Linked DNA regions of Gossypium hirsutum: region 2 is linked to region 1. A link is a contact called in public Hi-C data. All regions are on one chromosome and are shown on one strand. Each heading gives the region's core, a stretch centred on a gene start, on an enhancer-like site or on the middle of the called end of the contact. The rest is flanking DNA. Distances are from core to core; before and after follow the strand shown. Region 1 holds the start of LOC107939540 (ethylene-responsive transcription factor 5). Region 2 holds the start of LOC107929391.

Region 1 (4,068 bases), core at 609-3,108:
CTAGAGTAAAGAGATCTAGATTAAGATCTAAGATATTAAAACAGTGTATGACCTAGTAAAAATTAGGCTTTAAAATCAATGAGTTAACAGAGGAATAATAATGAAAGGAACTTCCCTAAACTAGGTCAAAGAAGGCAGAGAATACACGTTTGATTAGTTTAGATCTTGTCAAAACTTGAAGTAAATTTCCCAATTAAACAAATAAAATTACTCAAAGCATATCAAATTAAAAGAAGAGAATATACCATTGGGTCAGCTGCATGATTGCTAAATCCAATTCTCCATGAACAATTTCCCCATTGTTGTGGGTTTTTTAAGGCTTAATGAACTTGTGCAACTTGATCCTGTTGGATCCTCGTGTTCTTAACGTTTGAAGTTCAAACCTGAGTCCATGCAAAATTACCAACTTTTTTTAGCACCAAAGGGGATAAGGAATGTATAATAATGAACAGTCACATCTAAAATTGATAACATAAAATTAAAAGGAGTGTATACTTCTATGATTGAAAAAAAACAAATCCTTGTAAAAAAACAATGGGAAAAAAAAGCATCTTCCATATATACTTGTCTAAAACTACGACTCGATAAATGCTTCTAGATTTTATGAATCAATGCAATCAATCATATTAATATACTATCATTTCCCAAGTCTTTAAGCCATGACTTTAACCATAACGATAATTACAACTCGGTGATTTCACTGCAACTTAAGAATTGGCAATAATACGCTTAGATTCGGTTTAAGCTTTCATCAATCCACTTGGTTAGGTTAGGTTTGAAAATGAGCTCTCAGGCACTTTACATGCATTTATCATATAAAACAATCGGAGTGGTTGAGTTTGAGACCAAGTGGATACTCAAGACATGGAATCAGTAATACAACACCGCAGATTGACCACTTCTCACCTAAACATCTATTCATTGGCCATGCTACTCCATCAAAGCTTTAATTATATCATTCTTCAGAAGAGGTTTCACATCACAAGCATTGATGTATGGATATATATATATATATAGACTTAGCCAAAAGCCCAAAAAAACCAAATAAGGAAATAGAAAATTATTTCATTGCAGACCTAGTGATAATAAAAGAAAGATGAAAGAACAAAGCAAATCCATCTGTCTTTTGTGATTTAATTAATTGTTTATTATTACATCAGTGCTTATGATTGTCTCTATTCTCAATATGTTATTACTCCTAGGGTTGTCCGGCCATCGTATTTGATCCTTGTACACTGCTCCTGGATGAAATTTAATTAAGCTTAGAAAATAGTCCCCCACCCCACTATAGACCTAGGATTTGAATTTGAACATATCAGCATTTAACATGAGAATAGGTAAATAAACTTAAGTTCACACACCATTTGTATTTATCCAAATGTAAATTGGATTTGTATAACCTGTAAAGCCTTCTTCTTTGCTTGCAAGTTAAATAGTAATAATCAAATAAAACATTCTAGAAAGATTAAAGTTCAATATTGTATTATTAGCTTCCATCTTAATCCATGTTTACCGCTACATCAGCTGACCAAACCATCATCGAAGAAAATTTTGTCTTTTACTTCATAACCCTTTAACGTAATCATTAAAATAGTTGTTTTATGAAACTTTGTCAAATATTTTTATGCAAAGGAGAACCTTTTTTAGAACCAACCAAGAAATGCAAGCAACAAGAAAGCAACAAAGGAGATACAAACATAAATTATTCTAATAATAATATAGAACTTAGCAGATTAGATTACCTCAAGCACTAGCCGTCCGATCCTCGATTTGACCCACTTTTTCAAGGAATCAGATGGTGAAATATTCAACCTGGTACAAATCCCTTTTGCACAGTGAAAAAACAAAAGTTTGTAGCTTCCTTGAACCTTCATCCATCGTCGAAGCCCCGTTGAAAAGTTTGACAAGTCTTCAAATTCAACCTTCCTTATGCGTTATAAATACCTTTCCACTCTCCCCTTCTACTCTCAGGCAAAAAACCTGAAAATCTTTTCTTAATTTAAACTCGCAACAACAATCCTTTGTTTCTTTCCTTTTTCTGTTCTCTGATTTTTCTCTAACTTTTTTCAATTTGTTGGTTATGGAAACAAGCAGTGAAATATCAACCGCGCTTCAATATATCCAACACTATTTACTTGATGAACTTTCTCCTGTGGGATTGGGGAATTTTTCAAATGAAAATAGATGGATAAATGAGGTAAAAGCGGGAGTTTCTACTTCTCAACCTGAATCTCTTTACTCACAAACTTCGAGCTCTGGTTCCTCTCTCGCAGAGTCTAACTTTAATTGCCTTGAAAATAATGATTTCTTCAAATTTTCTCCCAATTTCCGTGGATTCCAGCCACACAGAAGTGATGTTTTCGAATACGAGTCGAAACCTCAAATTATAGATCTCATAACACCTAAGTCCTTCCCATCCAATGCCAGTTCCTTAGAATTTGAAACCAATCCTCAAATCACTGAACTTTCAACGGCAAAACCTCAAGTTTCCTCGGGTTGTAACTCTAAGATTCGAAAGCCGTCGCTAAAAATCTCGTTACCTCATAAGGTGGAGTGGATTCAATTTGATAAACCGGATTTAACTCGGCCCAAGCTGAAGAAATCAAATTCTGAAGACAATAGGCACTATAGAGGAGTCCGACAAAGGCCGTGGGGGAAATTCGCGGCGGAGATCCGAGATCCGACCCGAAGAGGTTCTAGGATATGGTTAGGGACCTTTGACACGGCCATCGAAGCCGCTAAGGCTTACGACCGAGCCGCTTTTAAGCTACGTGGCTCAAAAGCCATCCTTAATTTCCCTCTCGAAGCCGGGAAGCTGGAGTCAGCTGCCAGTGACGGAGAGAGGAAACGGAGCAGAGATAACAGCGAAGGAGAAGAAAAACGGGCAAAGGTGGTGAAGAGAGAAAGCGAAAACGGGACGAAAGCGAGAGATAACGGTGATGCACCTTTGACGCCGTCAAATTGGACAGCGTTTTGGGATTTGGACAATGAAATTAAGGAGATTTTTAACGTGCCACTATTATCGCCGTTAGGGTTTTCTCATGTTATGGTTGTATGATGCTGCGAGTGTTTGAAATGGAGAGCAGTGACGTGGATATTTTATGAAAGACGTGGAATTCTTTTTGGGTTGTATATTTTGGTTGTATACTTGGATTCACTTTCTATTACTTCAATAAATTATTTTTATTATATTTATTACAAAATATTATTATTTTTAATTTAAAAATTCATTTAATTAGCTTTTAAATGTATAAAAAAAATACGTCTATCATCATAATATAAAATTATTTGATACATTATCATGTAAAAACTGTCATTTTTATAATAATTTACTTTATTGTAGAATTAATTTTTTATATTTTATTTTTGTTCTCGAGTACAATAAGAGAAGTTCACTCTTAACTAAATTAATTCGCTATAATTTTTTGTCTCAAATTTTAATAAAATTAGTTATATTCTTGAATGAATTAATTCAATAAATTTTAGTTAAAGATCTTGTTATAAAATAATGATAATAATACAAAAAACACAAGAATAATAGATGAAAATAATAGTATACTCCTACATATATAGAGGGGGATTAGACTCCTCATTTTCTAATACATAAATAGAAGGGATTATAAGAAAATGAAAGGTGCAGAAGGGTTGAGGAAAATGAAAGATTGATTATAATGAACATCTACTTAATAGCATTCACAGATTTTAATAAAATGTTTAAGTTTTATATAAAAAATCTGAACAATATTTTATTAAATGAAAATAATCTTTAATAAATAAAATTGCATTTGTAAATTTTATTAAATATGTTATCTAAATTAACATTATAAATATATTATAATTTTTAATTTAAAATTTTAAAAAGAATTTTAAATATTATTTAAATCTCAAATGTTTTTATAGGTTTCTTAGATGTTGTTATAGGTGCATAACAACTACCTATTTATAACATCCAAAATTTTGACAGAGAAATAGAACTGTTATAGAAACAGTTAACTACACCTTATTTGGTTCATTTGACTCTGAATATAAGAATATGATACTTAATTGATGAAAGATAATATTACCTAA
Region 2 (4,068 bases), core at 560-3,059, 280 kb after region 1:
TTCTTCATGCTAAGATGTCATATTTAGTCAAAGCAAATATATATATATTAATCAACTAAAATTAGAACCTTCTCAAAGTGTTCCTCCTTGCGAAACTCATATGTATAGAGGAAGGAGCTCTTCCAGATAAAAGGAAGAATGTAGTACCCTCAATATTAAAGTTAATCATCCAATTACGGATTGCAAATTAACTACACAGCTTGAAACTCTGCCCCCCACCGATGTAGGGAAGCCTGTCAAACATCGTAAGCAATCAACGAATTAGAAAATCTACAAAACCCAACACCCCAGAATCGGAATACTTATTTGGCATAGCGAAATCAAAAGCTTTGAAAGAAACTCTCTCTATTTCATCCATATTCCTGTTCATATTTGGTTTCTTAAACTAAAACTCTAACCCTACTCTTCCCTTTGCACAACACATATAAGAAATTAAATATCTTCTCATGCTTTTCCTTTACAAAAGTCATATTTTCATTATACCACAAAAAAATTGAGGTCTCAAATGTGCCATACCCCTACAAAGCTCCCAGATTTGCAAGTTCACTAATACCATATCCATCCCCTGCAAACACCATCATCACCAAACTATTTCAGCTGCAGACTTTGAAATTTAACTAAAAAAATCCCCCAAAGTTAAAAGAAATTTAGAGACAACCTTTCATATTTTGTAATCTGTTTTGCATCTAACAATAGATCTATTTCTGCAGATAAACAAGTTAAAAGAGATTTCGGTTATGAGCTACGGAAATCCTAAATACAAACAAGTTCACATGAAAATTTAGATAAAGCAACAAACCTTAACAGGAGCATCAGCAATACGGTAAGCATCAGCCGTCGTACCAACCAACCATAACCCAGGGAAAACATTCTAAAAAGTCCAAAAAAAAAAAAGAAAAGAGGATAGATTAAATGATTATCAGAAAATTAATGAAAAACGAAAACCCAGAAATATTAATCCTTACATCAAGCTGTTTCTGAATATTCTTTGGCCTTTTCTTGGGCCTTCTTGCAGGTCTTGATCCTGTTATAACAAAGATGTCTTCCTCAATCTCTTCCTTTGATAAAGCTATCCAGAACTTCCTTTTTTCTTTCTTTTCCGCAACTCCCCCATTTTCAGCGAAACCCCTTAATCTCATCGACTTCGGCCCCACCGTTTCACTCGTCTTTTCCGCCGCCGATGTCACTACCGCCGCCGACGTCTCCATCACCACTTTTCTAGGTCTCAAATTCCATGGTCTCTGCACAGTCTCCTCCTCATCTTCTTCAGCTTCATTTTCTCGCGGCTTTGACGACTCTTCTTCTCGTTGCTGTCGTTGTTCTTCTTCGCGGTGGATTTGTTTGATGGCTTTCGGTGGTGGAGGAAAGGATGAGCGGTGAATGCGGGTGGAGCGTGACCCAACACGCGTCGGACGAAGACGGTCGTGGTCCGAGTCGGATTCAGGAGAACGGCTGTGATCGGCGGTGGCAGCGGATGAACTACCACCTCCGTGGGTCCCCCATTTAAGAAACGGAAAGTTGAAGTTGTGTAAAGGCTGAGACTTTATCGGTGCAGTAGCCATAAAAAAATAACAAAACAAGAGCGAACAAAGAAACAACTGCACATAAACGACCAACACTTCTTAAAAGATGAGAAATTGAGAAAGAAAACAAAGCGCGGTGGAGGAAGTGGCGGAGCAAAGGAAGAGCAACCCTGAAAGATGAGAAGGAAGAAGAAAGAAATATCAAATATGTTCGTTGAAGAAATAAACTTTATTTTTTTTCGTAGGTCACTTATACAAAAGCGAGATCACCCGGGGACCGGGTTTTTATGTTATGAATTTTTTAGGCTTGATGTTCCATTTATTTACGTTGTGTACCGGCAGTAAAAGGTAGAGGTCTTCATGAACTGGGGGTTCTCTATATTTATATTTATTTTAAATTTTTTTAATATTTACATTATCGCTATATATTATTTCAGATTTAATTTAATTTTTATGTGTAGTAAATTATATAATATATAAAAATAGTATAATATAAAATACTATAAATTTAAAAATAGATCGGATTAGGGTTGAAATTAATTGTTAAATATTTAAGTTCAAAATTTATCAATATTTTAAATGAGTTTAATTTTTTAATCTAATCTTTTTATTCAAACTATCTTAAATTTCAAGCAAACCTTTAAATCTGGATAAATATTTCGACCCAAACAAGTTTGAAAAACCACAACTCTAATGTACTACTTTTGGAAGTTTGGCTTCAGGCCAAAATTGGTAACAAATATGTGAATAACTTCATCTATAAACCACTGAATTCAGTTCAAAAAAAATTAAAAATTACTTTTTATAAGATGATTAATTCTTAACATTTTAATACGTTCAACTTTATATTTTTTTAAAAAGAAATAAAATTTAGATTAAAAAACATTTTTTTTTGCCATTTACCCTCTCTCGAATTCACGATTTGGGGTGAAAATTCAACCCTGATAATCAATAGATTAAATGTTAAGATTGTAATGAAAAATACTTACCACCTCAAATTTAGTAAAAAAAAAAAAGAAAAGATAAGTATACTCTTACTATCATTTATCCATGTATCTTCTATTTAGTTTATTCATTGATTTATTTTAATATTTTTGAATTATTTTATATAAAAAATATTTTTTATTTTAATTAAAAATAAATACTTTAAATTTATGTATAATTCAGTCATATTTTAACCTAATATTATAATTAAAGTAAATTTTAAATATTTAACATGTATTTACATAAAAAAATAATTAAAAAAGAAAAAAAAAAGTAAAGAAAAAGTGAAAACAAAAATAATTATCATTGATAACAATTTTTAAAAAATAAACTTGTAGTAAATAAAGTTATGACTTGATGTCAAGGTTAAGGTCTTGAAAATTTTAAAATCTTAAATTCAAATTTTATTTCATATAAATAATTTTATATTTGGTAAAAATTATACATCTTCTTACTTAAAAGATAATAACATAATGAAGTGCTAAGGAATCCCCTAAAAATATATATAAATAACTCATAGAACATTTTTGGACCAACAAGGTTATGCACTTACATATTATGTCAGAAATTTCATTTATGATGATCTTGTCTCATCCATTCAACAGTCTATGTGCTAAGAGGACTATAATTTTCTAGTGTCTCCCAAATCTACTTCATAAAAATAAGGCACTAATCTTTAATTATATCCCTTGTCAAACTAAATGTATTTCTTAGTATAATCTATTTCTTAATTTTGTATCTGTTATTAGAATCTTAAAAAGTTAAAACTGTCATCTGACATGACATAATTAATTTTTATAATTTTCTGTAAAGATTTACAATGTGTTATATTCCTACTAAACATGTCATTTGACACAGTTGTTTTAAAATTCCCTTTTAGTTTTTCTTCAACACATGTCACCATGTGTTAACCATTAGCTAAACCATCATCTAATGCGATAAGTTCAAAGATTTTTCAAAAAGAAAAATTGTACAACATTAATTTTTTTTAAAATTCATATTTACCACGTGTCACATCTTTATTGAAACTGTCGACATGGTTTCATCTCACATAAACAAAAATGTAAATTACTTTTCTAAATTAATCTGAAATTTAAATTTCATATTTAAATAATTTCTAAATAATCTGAAAAATAGATTATGTGTTTCTTTTTAAGGAGGTGCATTTATAACCCAAAAAGAAAATCTAATTTTAGACATTAAATTTTAAATTAGAAATATTTTAAATTAAAAAGAAAATTATAACCCCCACGTAATATGATTTGATGGATTTGGGGTAGACCTGTTCATAGGTCGATTCACTCAGTCCAACCTAAAGACCCGTTCAAAAAGTGAAAGGTTTTGAGTAAAAATATTAGTCCGAAAAATGAGTTCAGGCAAAATAAATAATGCTAATTTAAAAATTAGGCTGAGTCTCGAGTAAGGTTTTTTTGGCCTGGGCTCAACCTAGCCCAAATTAGCAAAAAAATTTCTTATTATTTTCTCACTGTTTTGCTACAATTTCACTATTATGTTACTACTATTTTGTTGTTATTGTTTGGATATTATATAACTCTTGTTT

Evidence for each region. A called contact is a pair of places that touch in the nucleus more often than the background predicts.
Region 2: a contact with region 1 is called in a Hi-C map of hypocotyl, with 2.9 times the contacts expected there. The contact joins the promoter of LOC107929391 here to the promoter of LOC107939540 in region 1. A contact is called at or near these places in 5 of 34 Hi-C or Micro-C datasets (callus, hypocotyl and leaf).

The regions. Positions count from the first base shown.
Region 1 is chrA08:114,206,223-114,210,290 of Gossypium_hirsutum_v2.1, forward strand. It overlaps LOC107939540 (ethylene-responsive transcription factor 5), which reads left to right and starts at 1,859. Exons shown (of 1, transcript XM_016872886.2): 1 at 1,859-3,203. The coding sequence starts at 2,081. The coding sequence ends at 3,058.
Region 2 is chrA08:114,486,499-114,490,566 of Gossypium_hirsutum_v2.1, forward strand. It overlaps LOC107929391, which reads right to left and starts at 1,810. Exons shown (of 4, transcript XM_016860798.2): 1 at 966-1,810; 2 at 800-871; 3 at 659-704; 4 at 23-565. The coding sequence starts at 1,562. The coding sequence ends at 699.